Regions from separate parts of the Oryctolagus cuniculus genome. Here region 1 is linked to region 2. A link is a contact called in public Micro-C data. All regions are on one chromosome and are shown on one strand. The core of a region is the stretch at or near the end of the contact, and the rest is flanking DNA. Distances in the headings are between cores, read along the strand shown. Region 1 holds the start of MARCKS (myristoylated alanine rich protein kinase C substrate). Region 2 overlaps LOC108177460 (a long non-coding RNA gene).

Evidence for each region. A called contact is a pair of places that touch in the nucleus more often than the background predicts.
Region 1: a contact with region 2 is called in a Micro-C map of ear pinna, with 5 times the contacts expected there. The contact joins the promoter of MARCKS here to the enhancer-like site in region 2. A contact is called at or near these places in 3 of 6 Hi-C or Micro-C datasets (ear pinna, psoas muscle and an unstated tissue).

The regions. Positions count from the first base shown.
Region 1 is chr5:57,567,182-57,574,445 of mOryCun1.1, reverse strand. It overlaps MARCKS (myristoylated alanine rich protein kinase C substrate), which reads left to right and starts at 5,411. Exons shown (of 2, transcript XM_002714938.5): 1 at 5,411-6,302. The coding sequence starts at 6,201. It overlaps LOC127492986 (a long non-coding RNA gene), which reads right to left and starts at 5,295. Exons shown (of 3, transcript XR_007922863.2): 1 at 4,627-5,295.
Region 2 is chr5:57,503,901-57,510,766 of mOryCun1.1, reverse strand. LOC108177460 (a long non-coding RNA gene) reads left to right here. Exons shown (of 4, transcript XR_011388575.1): 3 at 2,580-2,749; 4 at 5,606-6,866. Among named protein-coding and RNA genes, the nearest start is that of MARCKS, 62 kb to the left of the region's middle. Within about 2 kb of position 4,731, at least 3 of the 8 cell types and tissues checked have an H3K27ac peak or open chromatin away from gene starts, as enhancers often do. A contact at or near this core is called in ear pinna, where this site is marked.

The sequences.
Region 1 (7,264 bases), core at 4,162-6,661, 63 kb before region 2:
TTAAAAAATCATCTATTATCTTTCACTTTATGTTTCTGTGTGGGAGCAAACTGTTGAAATCTTTACTTAATGTATGCTAAACTGATCTTCTGTAGATAAAGAGAATCGAAAATGAATCTTGATGTGAATGGAAGGGGAGAGGGAGTGGGAGAGGGGAGGGTTGCGGGTGGGAGGGACATTATGGGGGGGAAGCCATTGTAATCCATAAGCTGTACTTTGGAAATTTATATTCATTAAATAAAGGTTAAAAAAAAAAGAGATCATTCGCTATTATCTTCTTCCTTCCCATTTGCTTCTCAAAACACTAAATCCTATACTTCCACTCTCAAAAAGTGTCCTGGAGCCCGTCACTACACTGCAACATCCAGCACGTGACACAATTAACCACACCTCACTGAGACACTGGGTTCACTGACTTTCCCAATACCACATTCTCCGGGTTGTCCATCTAGTCCTTGAAAGATCCTTCTCTTTCTTCTTTGCCACCTACACTCCTTTCTTGCTCCCCTTCTTAAAGCAGGTATCACTCAGAGTGTGACTCTGGACACCACTGTCTTTGGCATGGTTCTAGGACTTGGGTGCTGAAAATATTTACATGTGGAAGATTACAAATCTATACTTACATTCCAGACCACTTGATGAACTCCAGACTCAAGAGCACTTGATTTTTCTACTGGAACGTTTTGCAAACACCAAATATGTCCAAACTGATCTCTTTTCCTTCTTCCCAAACCCTTGTCACTATCTTCCCTCCCCTGGCACTTTGCTATTGCTGCCCCTGAATGCAAGTTTTTGCCCCTTTACCTGGCTAATACTACTCTTCCCTTCAGTTTCACATAAATGCACTTTAATCATTCTTACTAAATTACACTATTTTGTAGCACCCTATACTTCCCTTTAGAGTTTACCTTTGTATGCGATCTTTTTGTTTAATTCTTACTCTTGTCTCTTTTGCTGGATCAGAGGCATTGGCTGGGCTATTCCTATTAATAATTCCCTTACGTCTTTGAGTCTGTTCAGTTCATCTTTTCAGTGAGGTTTTTGCTTTTCTGTTTAGAATTTCTCCCTTACTTTTCGTCAGTTTCTCTTTCCTCACATTTATAGACTTTTCACATCCCATATAATTTGCTTACTTGTATTTGTTAATTTGCAGTTGTCTCTCGACCCTAGAATGTAGGCTTCATAAAGATTTCTTGTCTGTTGTGTTCATTGGCATATCCCAAATTCTCTGCACATGATAGGAGTTCAGTAAGTATTTTTTGGGTGAGTTGAAAAATCTGTGTTTTGCTTCTCACTAAATTCTAAGTTACACAATTTCTGTGGAATTAAATTTCAGCTAATATAAAAACCTACAGTGTGAGGCCGGCTCTGTGGTGCAGCGGGTTAAAGCCCTGGCCTGATGTGCCAGCATCCCATATGGGTGCCGGTTCTAGCCCTGGTTGCTACTCTTCCAATCCAGCTCTCTGCTGTGGCCTGGGAAAGCAGTAGAAGATGGCCCAAGCCCTTGGACCCCTGCACCTGCATGGGAGACCCAGAAGAAGCCCCTGGCTCCTGACTTCAGATTGGCACAGCTCCTGCCGTTGCGGCCATCTGAGGAGTGAACCAGTGGATGGAAGACCTCTCTCTGTGTGTCTCTACCTCTCTCTGTAACTCTTTCAATAAATAAAATTTAAAAAAAACCAACAGTGAGATGAAGGATGGACAGTAACATCACTTGGACAATGGGAACCCATTCTCATAAATCTCAGTACATGAATGCTCTCAGGTGAACGCATTTTAGTTTGGACTCTAGAAAGTGGCCCTCATTTTTTGCTACTGGTTTTGCAGCACATAATTTAGCTATTTACCACAGATTAGTTAACTATGGATAACTATATGACAGTTAATTCTGTCCTTCTTCTTTAGATCTCAACAACTTTTAAGACAGTATAATACAAAATGTAAGCTACATGAGAGGAAAACCCAAGCCCAAGCTCATGTTCATCCCTACCATAAACTGTTGTCTAACCTGTCTTGTTGGTATGCAGCAGGGACTAAATTAATACTTTGCTAGTGCAAAACTCACCTACTGAGTGAATCTGTGCCATCAAGGAAAGCCTAGGTAGCACCTGCATGGTGGAAGAAGCCAAAACTTGGAATCATGAGGGAGCAAGCTCTATTTTGGGTTCTACCATTTGAAAAACCTGGCAATTTCCTCGGGCCTATTTCTTCTTCTGGTGAGAGGATAAAGCCAGATGGTGCAGCTCACCTTAACTGTAGTTAGAAGTGTAAATCTAACTAAATATACTCTCCCTGAGGTTAGCGACTGCATTTGTCATGTTCACTGCTATGAAGACAAGCCCTTGATCAGTGTGCTCGGCACACAGTAGGCCCTCAGGATTTTGTGGAATGATCTACAAAGTTCTTTCCAAAATTTTATGGAAAAAAGTTTAACTGAAATCTCCTAGATAAATTATTCTTTCTCTAGAGAAAACCATGCACAGATTATCATCATCTTAGAAATACCTTATGGGGCCAGCTCTATGGTTTAGCAGGTTGAGCAGCTACCTGTGACACTGGCATTCCATTTGCAGTCTGGTTTGGGTCCAGGCTGTTCCACTTTAGGTATTAGCTCACTGCTAATATGCCTGGGAAGGCAGCAGAAGATGGCCCAAATGTTCGGAGCCCTGCACCCACGTGGGAGTCCCTCATGAATCCCTGGCTCTTGGCTTCTGTAAGGCCCAATCTTGGCCCTTGTGGCCAGTTAACAAGCATTTGGAAGATTGATTATCTATCTCTCTTTCCCTCTCTCCCACTTTCTTCTCTGTATAATCCCACCTTTCAAATATATATATTTTTAAATATACCCTAGGGCATGGTGAAAGGTGAGTACAAATAAATTCTTGGGGTGCTGCCATTTGGCTCAGGCGTTTAGACCCCACTTGGGATCCCCACAACCCAAAGAGTGCCTGGGTTCCAGCCCCAGCTTCACTTCCGATTCCAATGTCCCCGCAGGCAGTGATGGTGGTGGCTCAAGTAGCTGTATCCCTGCCACCCACATGAGAGATCCGAATCCAGCGCCTGGCTCCGTGGCTGGCATTTGGGGAATGACCCCGCAGAAAGGGGAGCTCTGCCTCTCCGCCATGAAGAACAAACGTGAGTTGGCTATAGACACCCGCCTTGCATTGTCACGAGGACCCACTCCGGGCTCTTTCATCGCGTACAAACACCTCCGGCGCTTCATTTGAAACCTATACTCTGCGTGTGAGGACGCCAGAGTCCTCAGGAACTCCCGCGCTGCACAGCTCGGCGCCCCTGCCCTGCCATTATGATGATGTAGCTTCCCAAGAGCGGCCTTTGCTCATCTCCCAGCCCTTCCTTCCTCACCCCTCGCGCGCCGTGGGGCAGAATACAACCCCTGGGTGGGCCTGACGCGGGGAGCGGTGGGGGAGGCTGGAGGGAGGCAGGCCCAGCGCCCGCACCTCCTCCCCTGCCAGTTCCGGCGCTTTCGTATCACACGCAAATCAACGTTCCTAACCGAAGCTGGGGACCGCGGGTGGGGCGCCGAGCCGACGTGTTTACACTTGTCTTCTCGCCCCCGAGCTGCCGCGGGACCTGATTGGCTCCCGCGCGCGCCCCGCCCGCCCGGGCCCGCCCCTCGCCGGCCATCTGCTCCCCGCTCTCGCCCGGCCCCTCTCTCTCCCCGCGCCGCGCCGCCGCCTGCGCGCCCCCCACCCCAACCCGCAGCTGCCCCCGACCCGCGCCGGCTCCGCCCCGCCCCTCCCCCCGCCCCAGCCCCGAATCGTCCCCGGCCGTTGCCCGGGAAACGAGCCGATACCAGTCAAATAGGCATTGGGGGAAAGAAAAGGGGGGAGAGCTCCGCGGCAGCCGGGTAACAAAGGAGCAATAAAAAGCAGCCCCCCAATGGAAAGGCTAAGGACGCGTCTGGGAGAAAATCCGCAAGCGACCGAGCAGTCACCCCCAGTTTCCGACAGGCGGGGGCTGCAGAGGAAGGGGCCTGCTGCACGCTGGGAGTGGGTGTGGGACGGGGCGGTGGGGTGGGGGTGGCGGGAACTCAGCAGCCTGCAATGACCGTTTTAGGAATCTTGTGGACGGTGGTGCTGGATCGGCCCCGCTGGCTTTGCTGGGGATTGGCGTCCGTCCTGGCGGCCGGGGTCTGGGGCCGGGCCAGCGGGCTGCCTTAAGGGCGGTCACACGTTTGTTGGCGAGATGCGCTTCTCCATCTGCTCTGGGGAGAATGACTGCGTGAGTGACGAGCGCATCCGAGGGCACTGGACGGCGAGAGGACCTTCGCGCGCCAAGTGGCGAGGGGCAGCCTGGTGGTTTGCAAAACGACACTTCGACAAAGAGTTACTGGCCCGACACGACTGTCTTTTCCCACTCAGAGTGTGACCTATTTCCCTACAATGAGCAGGAAATAAAGCTGAGAATTCAGAGCCAGGACCGGGAGAAGTGAGCCATTCCCTCGATGGCTTCTCGCTTCCACCAGGGGAAGATTTTTATTCGTGGCAGTGATCACCACATGTAAACGAGAAAAGGTGGTCTGATTTTGTCACGAGCGAAAGTGTGGGTGGTAGAGGAATGCTTATTGGTCTGTACCCTGAATTCCCTCCCTCTCTCGGATACCTTAAATCAATGCCTTGTGTCTCACACACAAAGAGCGCCTGGTGCTTCGGCGGGGCCGGGGTGCAGTGGCAGATGGAGGCATCCTGTGTGCCATTCTAGGCGATTTCCTGGTAACCCGAGCTGGACTTGGAGCGCCCGGGCGTCTTCCCGCAGCCGCTCCGCACGCAGGCAGTGTCGTCTTAGACCTGCGAACCGGTGGTGGGGGGCGCACGCTCGCTGGCGTGCACGCCAACAAACGCGTTCCCAGAGAGAACCCGTCAGATTCTGGCAGTGGGCTGCGAACGACCCACATGGATGCGAGAAGCATTCCAACTGTAAATATGGATGCGTGCACTCGAGGCTGTGCGGGGAACCCGTGGCAACTCAGACAGTGATCAAATGTGGCGATCTTCTGTACACAGTCCTCCCTGGGTATTCTGGGGGAAAAAATGATTGGGAACAGCTAAAGGAGGAATTTGAGGAGCGCCCAAGGCCGATCTCCAAATCCTGTGTTGCGTGTCCGTGTGGGAGACAGAGGGGAAGACGTGTTTGCCGCTTTTGCGTTTCCCACATCTGGCCTACAGACCTAATTCCAACTCGGAATCTCGTTTGATGAAATTCGATCTTCGTGGTCTGAATACCTTTCAATGTGGGACAAGTTAACAATTCAAGCAGTTGAAAAGGGAAAAAAAAAATCCTGCGCACTATCTGTGAAACCCAGATGGCACAGGCAGAAAGAAAACACGCTGCAAAGACACACATCCCGACTATTGTCTTTAACACTCGCACACACATAAACACACGGGGAGGGCGGGGGAGGGGAGCGAGCTCGGCGACGGACGCGGATATAGACCGGCCCGAGTCAGCGAGAGTCAAGTTAAGGCTTTCTCCGCCCCCCGGCTGCAGGCGCCCCCCGCCCGCGCCAATTAATTCCAAACAAAGCAAGCCAATCAAGGGACGTAGGATCATTTTAAAGCAGAGGGAGGCGAGAGGCATGTATTTTTAATTGATTTATTTATTTGGAGGACATTAATTCTCGGTTCGGGGCTGATTTTCAAACCGTTTGCAAAGCGCGGCTCCATTGTTCGCCGGGCGCGGAGGCCCCGCCCCCTGCTTTGTGTGCGGCGCGCGGATTGGCCGGCGCGCGCGGGGGCCGCGTCAGCGCCCGCGAGCCCATTCATCTGTGCACTTGGGCGTTGGACCCCGCATCTTATTAGCAACCAGGGAGATTTCTCCATTTTCCTCTTGTCTACAGTGCGGCTACAAATCTGGGATTTTTTTTATTACTTTTTTTTTTTTGGAAAAAAAACTACACTTGGGCTCCTTTTTTTGTGCTCGACTTTTCCACCTTTTTCCCTCCCTCCTGCGCTGCTGCTTTTTGATCTCCTCGACTAAAATTTTTTCATCCGGAGTGTATTTAATCGGTTCTCCTCTGTCCTCTTCACCGCCCCCACCCCCCTCCCTCCGGTGTGAGTGCCGCTGCCGCCGCCGCTGCTGTTGCCGCCGCTGCTGCTGCTCGCCCCGTCGCTACACCAACCCGAGGCCCTTTGTTTCTCCTCTTGGATCTGTTGAGTTTCTTTGTTGAAGAAGCCAGCATGGGTGCCCAGTTCTCCAAGACCGCAGCGAAGGGAGACGCCGCCGCGGAGAGGCCCGGGGAGGCGGGGGTGGCCTCATCGCCTTCCAAAGCGAATGGGCAGGTAAATTCTACCTGTGGTTCTGGTCATTTCTTGGGTGTCTTTCTGTGCTCTCGACGCTTCTCTTTGCCTCCCGGTCGCGCCCGAGGCGCAGCCGGTGGAGCTCGAGTGTGGCCGGATTCCAGTGGGAAAGTGGAATGTTAAAGCTAGCCTAAATTGCTTTATTTTTCGTAGGCAGAATCTCCCCCCACCCCCACCCCCACCCCGCGCCTACGGAGCGGGTCCCGAGAACCCTGGCTAATTCTTGAGTAGACGGGAGGACAGGAGTGACAAATCGTCTAAAATGGCGTGGTTTGGAGACTGGCAGAACGTGACTAGCTAGGTGTCCCCCCTCGCTCCACAGCCAGGTTCATTTGTTTGAGGACACGGGGGGTGTTTGGGTGGCTCTCGCGTTTGTTGTCCAGCCTGGGTCGCCTTCTCGATGTGTGAGCTGGTGTGAGTGCGTGTGTGTGTGTGTGTGTGTGTGTGCAGGGGAGGGGGTTCGCAGTGGGGATGGCGGCGGATAAAGGCGAGTAGGGAAGGGTTGTAGGGCTGTCTTATTGTATGCCGAGGCGGTGTGCCTGGGTTCTTGGAAAGGAGGCTGGTGGAACTGGACTTAAGGGTTTCGGTATTTTTTGGATGGGGTTTTCCCACTTTCCTAAATGCTATTCGGAGCTGTCTGAGGAATCACACACATTTGACTTTTTAAACGGTATCCCGAGGGTGAGAACAGTAGGTAGGTCCTCTAAGGATCGTTCCAGATGGCCCCGAAGAGGTAGTTGTTGCATTTCGGTCGGGATTGTTGGTACGTGGCGCCTCGACCACCCGCGGAGGGCCGCCCGGCGCGGCTCGGACCCAGGCAGATAGCCACGGTTGGGTGGGCGCGAGAGGTCGGCCATGGGTGGCTGCTTCGCAAACACTGGGCACCCACCACGCCTCTTTTCCTAGAGCAGAAGCCGAGTTGCCTCGTTTGCTCCAACCTACTG
Region 2 (6,866 bases), core at 3,482-5,981:
GCCACGCCCACGTCTCAGCTCATCTACAGGCTGTCCAGACTGGCCACACCCAGAGCTTCTGCCTGTCTCCTGGCCCTTTCCTCCTGTGGTCTTACCATTCACACTGCCTTCAATTCTCACTTTCCCACTCACATACATTTCAGCCCTCTTTGGGCCTGTGATTCACAGAAGGCCACAGAAAAAGTGGGTGATGCTCCTGCCCAGTAGGGGCAATGATAGAAGGGTCCTCTTGATTCTTGCCACTGAGAGCTAGGGCAGTAATACAGATAAAGAAACCAAAAGACAAAGCAACTCCCAAGAGGGAACAAAAGCAAATGTCTCCAATTTGCTTCAATACAGGAGGAATGGGTTGAAGAAGGACTGGCTCCGCGGGGATCCTGACTCTGAGTAGAGTGGGTGGGTATGGGGGAGGAGGGGAATAGCCTCACCCTAGCCCAACAGGGCACCAGGAGCTGGGAGCCTCCATCTGGCTACTTCCTAGGAATTACAACAACTTTCTCCCCATAGTAGGGACTTCTAAAATTGGAAGCAGAGCAAGCATGTGGCACAAGGGTTGAGAGGCTGCTGAGGGAGCCTGTGTTGTGATGCTGTGGGTTAATTACCACTTGTGATGCTGGCATGCCATCTTGGAGTGCCGGTTCGAGTCCTGGCTGCTCCATTTCTGATCCAGTGCCTGCAAATGTGCTAGGGAAGGCAACAGAAGATGGCCCTGCCATCCTTGTGGGAGACCAGGATGGAGTTTCTGGCTCTTGGCCTCAGCCTGGCCCAACCCTGGCTGTTCTGGCCGGTTGGAAAGTGAATCAGTAGATAGAAGACCAAACTCTCTCTCCCTTGCTCTCTCTGACACTCTGCCCTTCAAATAAACAATAAATAAATAACTCTTCAAAAAGACAGAAGACCCACTTCACTTAGAAAATTCACATCCCGTATCAGAGTGCTGGGACTTGAATTCCTGACTTCTGAGTTCCTGACTTCAGCCTTGTCAGGACCACCTGGTTCAGGCAGGCATTTGAGGACTTGAACCAATAGATCAAAGATCTCTCTCTCTCTCTTTCTCTCTCTCTCTTCCCCTGCATTTCAAATAAAGACAATTTTTAAAAGCTAACATTGAACCGCCTGCAGCAGTGGCATCCCACATGGGAGCCGATTTGAGTCCCAGCTCCTCTTCCAATTCAACTCTCTGCTATGGCCTGGAAAAGCAGTAGAAGATGTCCCAAGTCCTTGGGCCCCTGCACCTACATGGGAGACCTGGAAGAACTCCAGGCTCCTGGCTTCAGATCTGCCCAGCTCCGGACATTGCAGCCATTTGGGGAGTAAACCAGCAGATGGAAGACCTCTCTCTCTCTCTTCCTCTGTCTCTCTAGAACTCTACACTTCCCAAATAAATAAATAAATAAATATTTTAAAAAGAACTTTATCACCACCAACAAAAAGAAAGCTAATATTGAAAGGGAGACGAAAAGGCAGGAAGTCTAAATCGTAAATCTTGGCAAGAGTTTCCTGCTCTGGAAACTGTGACTCAGATGTGGCAGAGGTGAGGTGGAGCCATGGCAGGAGGCACAGCAGCAGGGCCAGGGGGAGCAGCTCGTGCACGGTGGGCCTTGGCAGGTGTGCCAAGGGGAGCACGTGGGTAATGGTGGCTGCATCGTGACGAGTCTGTTTTGTTAGAAACAAAAAGACAAAAGGATAGAGGCAGGCAAACCATGCAGTCAGTAAACACTAAGTTGCTCTTCGCCGTCCTCACCTGTTCCAGCGATCTATCACCGCATGAAAAGTCACCCCAAAACAGTGTCCCGGGGGGTCAGGGTGTGGAGAAGGGCTCGGCTGGGTGTGACCTGTCTCTCCTGTGAGCTCAGGACCTCCCTATGTGTCTCCTAGTTTGGTTTCCTCACAGCATGGCAGCCTCCAGGGAATCAGACTGCAAAGAAAGCAAAGCTTTCAAGAACAAAGATTCCAAAGAGCAAGACAGGAAATGCACCATGGGGGCGGGGGCGGGGCTTGCGCCTTGCAGTTAAGAAGCCAGTGAGGACGCTCCGTGTCAGTTCGGAACACCTGGGTTCCACGCTTGGCCCAAGTTCCTGACTCCAGCTTCCTGCTAATGCACACCCTGGGGGGGTGGGGGGGAGGGCAGCAGAAATAGCGCTCAAGCAGTTGGGTTCCTGCCACCCAAGTGGGAGACCTGGACTGCGTTCCCAGCCGTCAGTATCAGCTATCCCACCCATTGCAGGCATTTGAGGAGTGAACCAGCAAATGCACGTGTTCTCTCTGTCTCTCAAATTAATTAATATTAAATTTTGTTTAAAAAACCTGACTCATCTGTTTTGATGGTGTGTTGGCAGTCACATAGCATTATTATTATTATTATTATTTGCTATACTCTATCAGACAAAAAAGTCAGAAAATCGGTACACTTTCAGGGTCAAGAAGATGGACCCTCCTCCCCAAGAGAAGAGAGTAAAAGGATTTGAGGACATATGAGTACTAACCAATAGCAATTCGCCATTGCTTTTGTCTTGAAATGAAGCTTCCGTTACCCTGGCCACTACCAATTCTAACTGGTCTATGTTTCTGCCTTCCAGACCTCAGATTGGAGTGTTTCCTCTGCTGAAAATGCTACCAGGTAAGGAAGCTGAGCTGCAGAGAGGGCCTCGGGAGGAACCTCAGCCCCCAGGATTCAGGCTCTTGTGCGATCCTCTCCCTCTCCGGTCCTGGGCACCACCTGAAAGAAGCAATCCGTGGGATTTCCAAGGTTAGCACATGAAAAAGCCTCGACCCTTCCACCTGTTTCTTCTGAAATGCTCATTCTGTGGAAAGCCAGCCGCATGCTAGAAGTCTAAGCCCAGCACGCACTGAGGAGGCCCAAGTTAGCCAAATGGAGGAAGAGAGAAACGTGCTAAGCAAACCACCAGAGATTTCAGCCACTTCAGCCCAGGGAACCAGACAGAGAAATGAAGACTACGATGGGGGAGGGGCGGGGGGGGTAGGAGGGAGTGTTGTGGAGCAGCAGGTTAAGCCTCTGCCTGCACAGCCAGCATCTCATATGAGTGATGGTTCGAATCAGTTGCTCCACTTCCAATCCAGTTTCCTGCTAATGTGCCTGGGAAAGCAACAGAAGATGGTCCAAGTCCTTGGGCCCTTGTCACCCAAGTGGGAGACCCGGATGGAGTTATGGCGCCTAGCTTCAGCCTGGCCCAGCCCTGGCTCTTGGGGAGTGAACCAGCAAATTGAAATTCATTCTCTCTCTCTCTCTCTTTCTCTCTGTAACTCTGCCTTCCAAATAAATAAAATAAAGGTTCCCATTTTTTTATATATAAAGGAAGCCACCGTGGACACTCAGCCTGGTGGAGCATCCAGATTGCTTCTGCCCAGGCCTCACCAGGCTGTGATCACTGTTGGTAAGAGGCAGGCACTCACCTAAGTGTACTCAACTCCCAGAATCTTGATAAATACTAATAAGTTCATAGTTAATAACGTAATATTTAATACATAATATAATATTATATGAATATATTATATATTAGAGATAATAAAGTTTTTTAAGGATTTATTTATTTATCTTAAAGTCAGAGTTATAGAGAGAGAGGGAGAGACAGAGAGATCTTCCATCTGCTGGTTCACTCCCCAAGTGGGTACAATGGCCAGGGCTGAATCAGGCTGAAGCCAGGAGCCAGGAGTTTCTTCCAGGTCTCCCACATGGGTAGCAGGGGCTCAAGCACGTAGGCCATCTTCTGCTGCTTTCCCAGGCTGTTAATAAGCTGAGTTTTGAGGCAGCCTGTGATGCAGCCAGAACACCCAGTTCTTTCAATTCTGCCCCCAGAAAGTCTGGCTTTCTTAAGCAGGCCTTCATTCCCATGGACCTGCTGAGGCCAAGCTTTCTGTCTGGCTTCTGAGCCAGGATTCACGCCTTTGAGGAAGTTGGTCTTGGAGGTAATATGAGATGTGCTCACAAACAACTAGAAAATAACACAGACAGGAAACATGCCACAGGTCAGAGAGGGAGAGGGAAAAGGAGAGGGAGAGGGAGAGGGAGAGGGAGAGGGAGAGGGAGAGGGAGAGGGAGAGGGAGAGAGATGCGAATTATTCCAGCCCAGCCCAGAGTCAGGGGCTTCAGCAGGAGGTGGTGTTGACCTGGGTCTGCAATGCTGAGTTGCAGCCCGCAGATTTGTTTTGCAGAAACAGCCAGCTACTGAAAAAGTGAAAGGTGATGTGGTGAACAAATATATTCCATGGAAATTATCCCGGAAGTGATGTATAAAGTACATTACATCTCAGACACACTAGATGGGGTGTGCGGTCACTGGGGAGACTGTAAAGAAGCTGTCGGACAATCCAGGGGAGAAGCAGCAAACCCCAGATCCAGACGTGGCAGTGAGGCTGGGGTTAAGGGGAAGTTGACCAAAGTGACACTGCGGGGGCCAACGGGACTCTTCCTGTCCACACAATGATAAAATTATGGCACCAACTCCCCTTTTCCTTGAATAAGTGAAACCAAAATAAATAATTTCTCAGTTTTCGTTTCTGGAAGACAACACGGCTTTTCAAAGAAAGGAGGTTAAAAAAATACTTCATGATCTCGGAGAAAACCGAAAATTAAATCCGTAACTTTAAATAAGTATAATTAGAGGTCACCCTTTCGAGCATTCGTGGCCAGTTCTAATATATTCCGGTTGATTTACAACTTCTGTCGCTTACCCACCCCTCTGGCATTGTTAGTAGTGGAAGAAGCCTCCAAAAACAACGCCACGCCAGAATTAAAAATCCACAGTGCCGCTTGCTGAAACCAGGGCTGCGCCAACTATTTTTTAAGGGAAGAGCTCCCTCTTGTGGTCAAAGTGTTCTTTACCACTTGATCATTCTGCCGTATGTCTATTTAAGAAACTAACGAGTCATGTTCCACTTCCCTTAGAACTGAATTTGCACTTTAAAATTTTTCTTGATTATTACTGAATAGGTTCTTTATCATTAACTATTTTTTTTGACAGGCAGAGTGGACAGTGAGAGAGAGACAGATAGAAAGGTCTTCCTTTGCCGTTGGTTCACCCTCCAATGGCCGCCGCGGCCGGCACCAGCACATCACGCTGATCCGAAGCCAGGAGCCAGGTGCTTCTCCTGGTCTCCCATGCGGGTGCAGGGCCCAAGCACTTGGGCCATCCTCCACTGCACTCCCTGGCCATAGCAGAGAGCTGGCCTGGAAGAGGGGCAACCGGGACAGAATCCGGCGCCCCAACCGGGACTAGAACCCGGTGTGCTGGCGCCGCAAGGCGGAGGATTAGCCTAGTGAGCCACGGCACCGGCCTATCATTAACTATTAATCTCCATATTTACGATTATTATAATTTGTAATTATCAGGGTTTAACAAGGTGTGTATTGAGTTTCAGACTACACCAAAATTTAATTATCACCTAATTAATGCATAAGCTAGTATACTATAAATGTTCCAAGAAAGCTAGGTCTTCATTTATCATTATAAAAAGTCCTCCTTGATGAGCCCATGTCCTCTTAAAATTACTTTAAATCAAAATTATTCCAAAAATGTACATTTCCCATCCAAATGCAGAATGAAGTGTAGAAACGAAGTAAGCTTCATTTAACTTTGCCTTGCAGTCTTTCGTGGGGACTGATGACTGAAAGGTGAGCCCACGCCACAAGTGGAAGCCCCAGGGCTGGTGGAACACCCAGGAGCAGCCCTTCCCTCCACCTGCAGGATCAGGGCTCCCGGACCCACCGCACAGAGGACTCGCCTGCTCAGAGGAGGGAGCCCGGTGGCACTTGAGGGCTGGTGAGGAGTTGGCCATGCAGAGGGCTACAGTGTGCAAAGGTCTAGCGTCACCAGAGCGGTAGCTCAGGTCGGCAGGGGCTCAAGCAGGTGTGGGAGTTTATTCCCCCCACCTGCAGAGGACCTGCCTGAGAGAGCCATTACTGAAGTACTCTGCCTTCAAGACAACATTGAGGCCTCAGGACTGCATCACCACCTGGTCTACTTCTACCTTATTTACTGAGGGAAAATGATCTCCCTGATCGGGGCTGACACCAGTGCTTGAAGCCAAGTTAAGCAATTATAAGCCCAGCTCTGAAAACAGTTATTTGTATGAATCGACACCACTCCCTGCAGGTGGTTTGGAGGCCAGTTTTGATGAAAATGGTAAGCTAGTTTTAGGAGTGGGCAGCTTTCCCACCTGAAGGCTATTCAACCCCAGATCCTGACTCGAACTAAAATCCAGCCCAGCTGCCTGTCCTGGCGCCCTACTCAGTGGAATCGCATCTCTGAGTCAGGTGACACCCAGAGTGAACAGGAAAGCTAAACATTGCGTGTAGCCAAAATTACCCTTGAAAACTCCTTAAATTATCCATATTAAGCATGGGTTTGTTTATGGAACCCAGTCGTGTGGATCTTACAAACCCTAAGGTATGAAGACCATTGAGTTAAATTCTGAGGAGCATAAAATTAGAGTCACATGGAGAGGTTGGATAGGTTGGATATTCCATCCATCCTGGCTGTAACATTGCTAACAGCTACTGGGGCAATCAGTGGGGAATTCTAAACATTCCTGTTTGCCTGCATAACTTGTTCCCTCTTTAATTTTGTAGACTTGACTCAATGTTCTAATTCAACTTTTCTAACTTAGGGCAGTTGCACTCTTGTTGCAGTAAGGATCAAACCAAGACTGTAACTTGTACAGTGTCACAAGCAGATGCTCAATAAGTGTTTACTGAGTTTGAATCCCCTGTCATTAGCCTATTTTCATGTCCTCTTTGAAAAACTCTAGAAATGAATTTGGCCACCTTCTTCCCGTCTTCTCAGTTAGCATTTAGTAAGTGGTTGTACTGAAAAGCTCGCAACCTTTTAAACTAGCTCACTGATTTT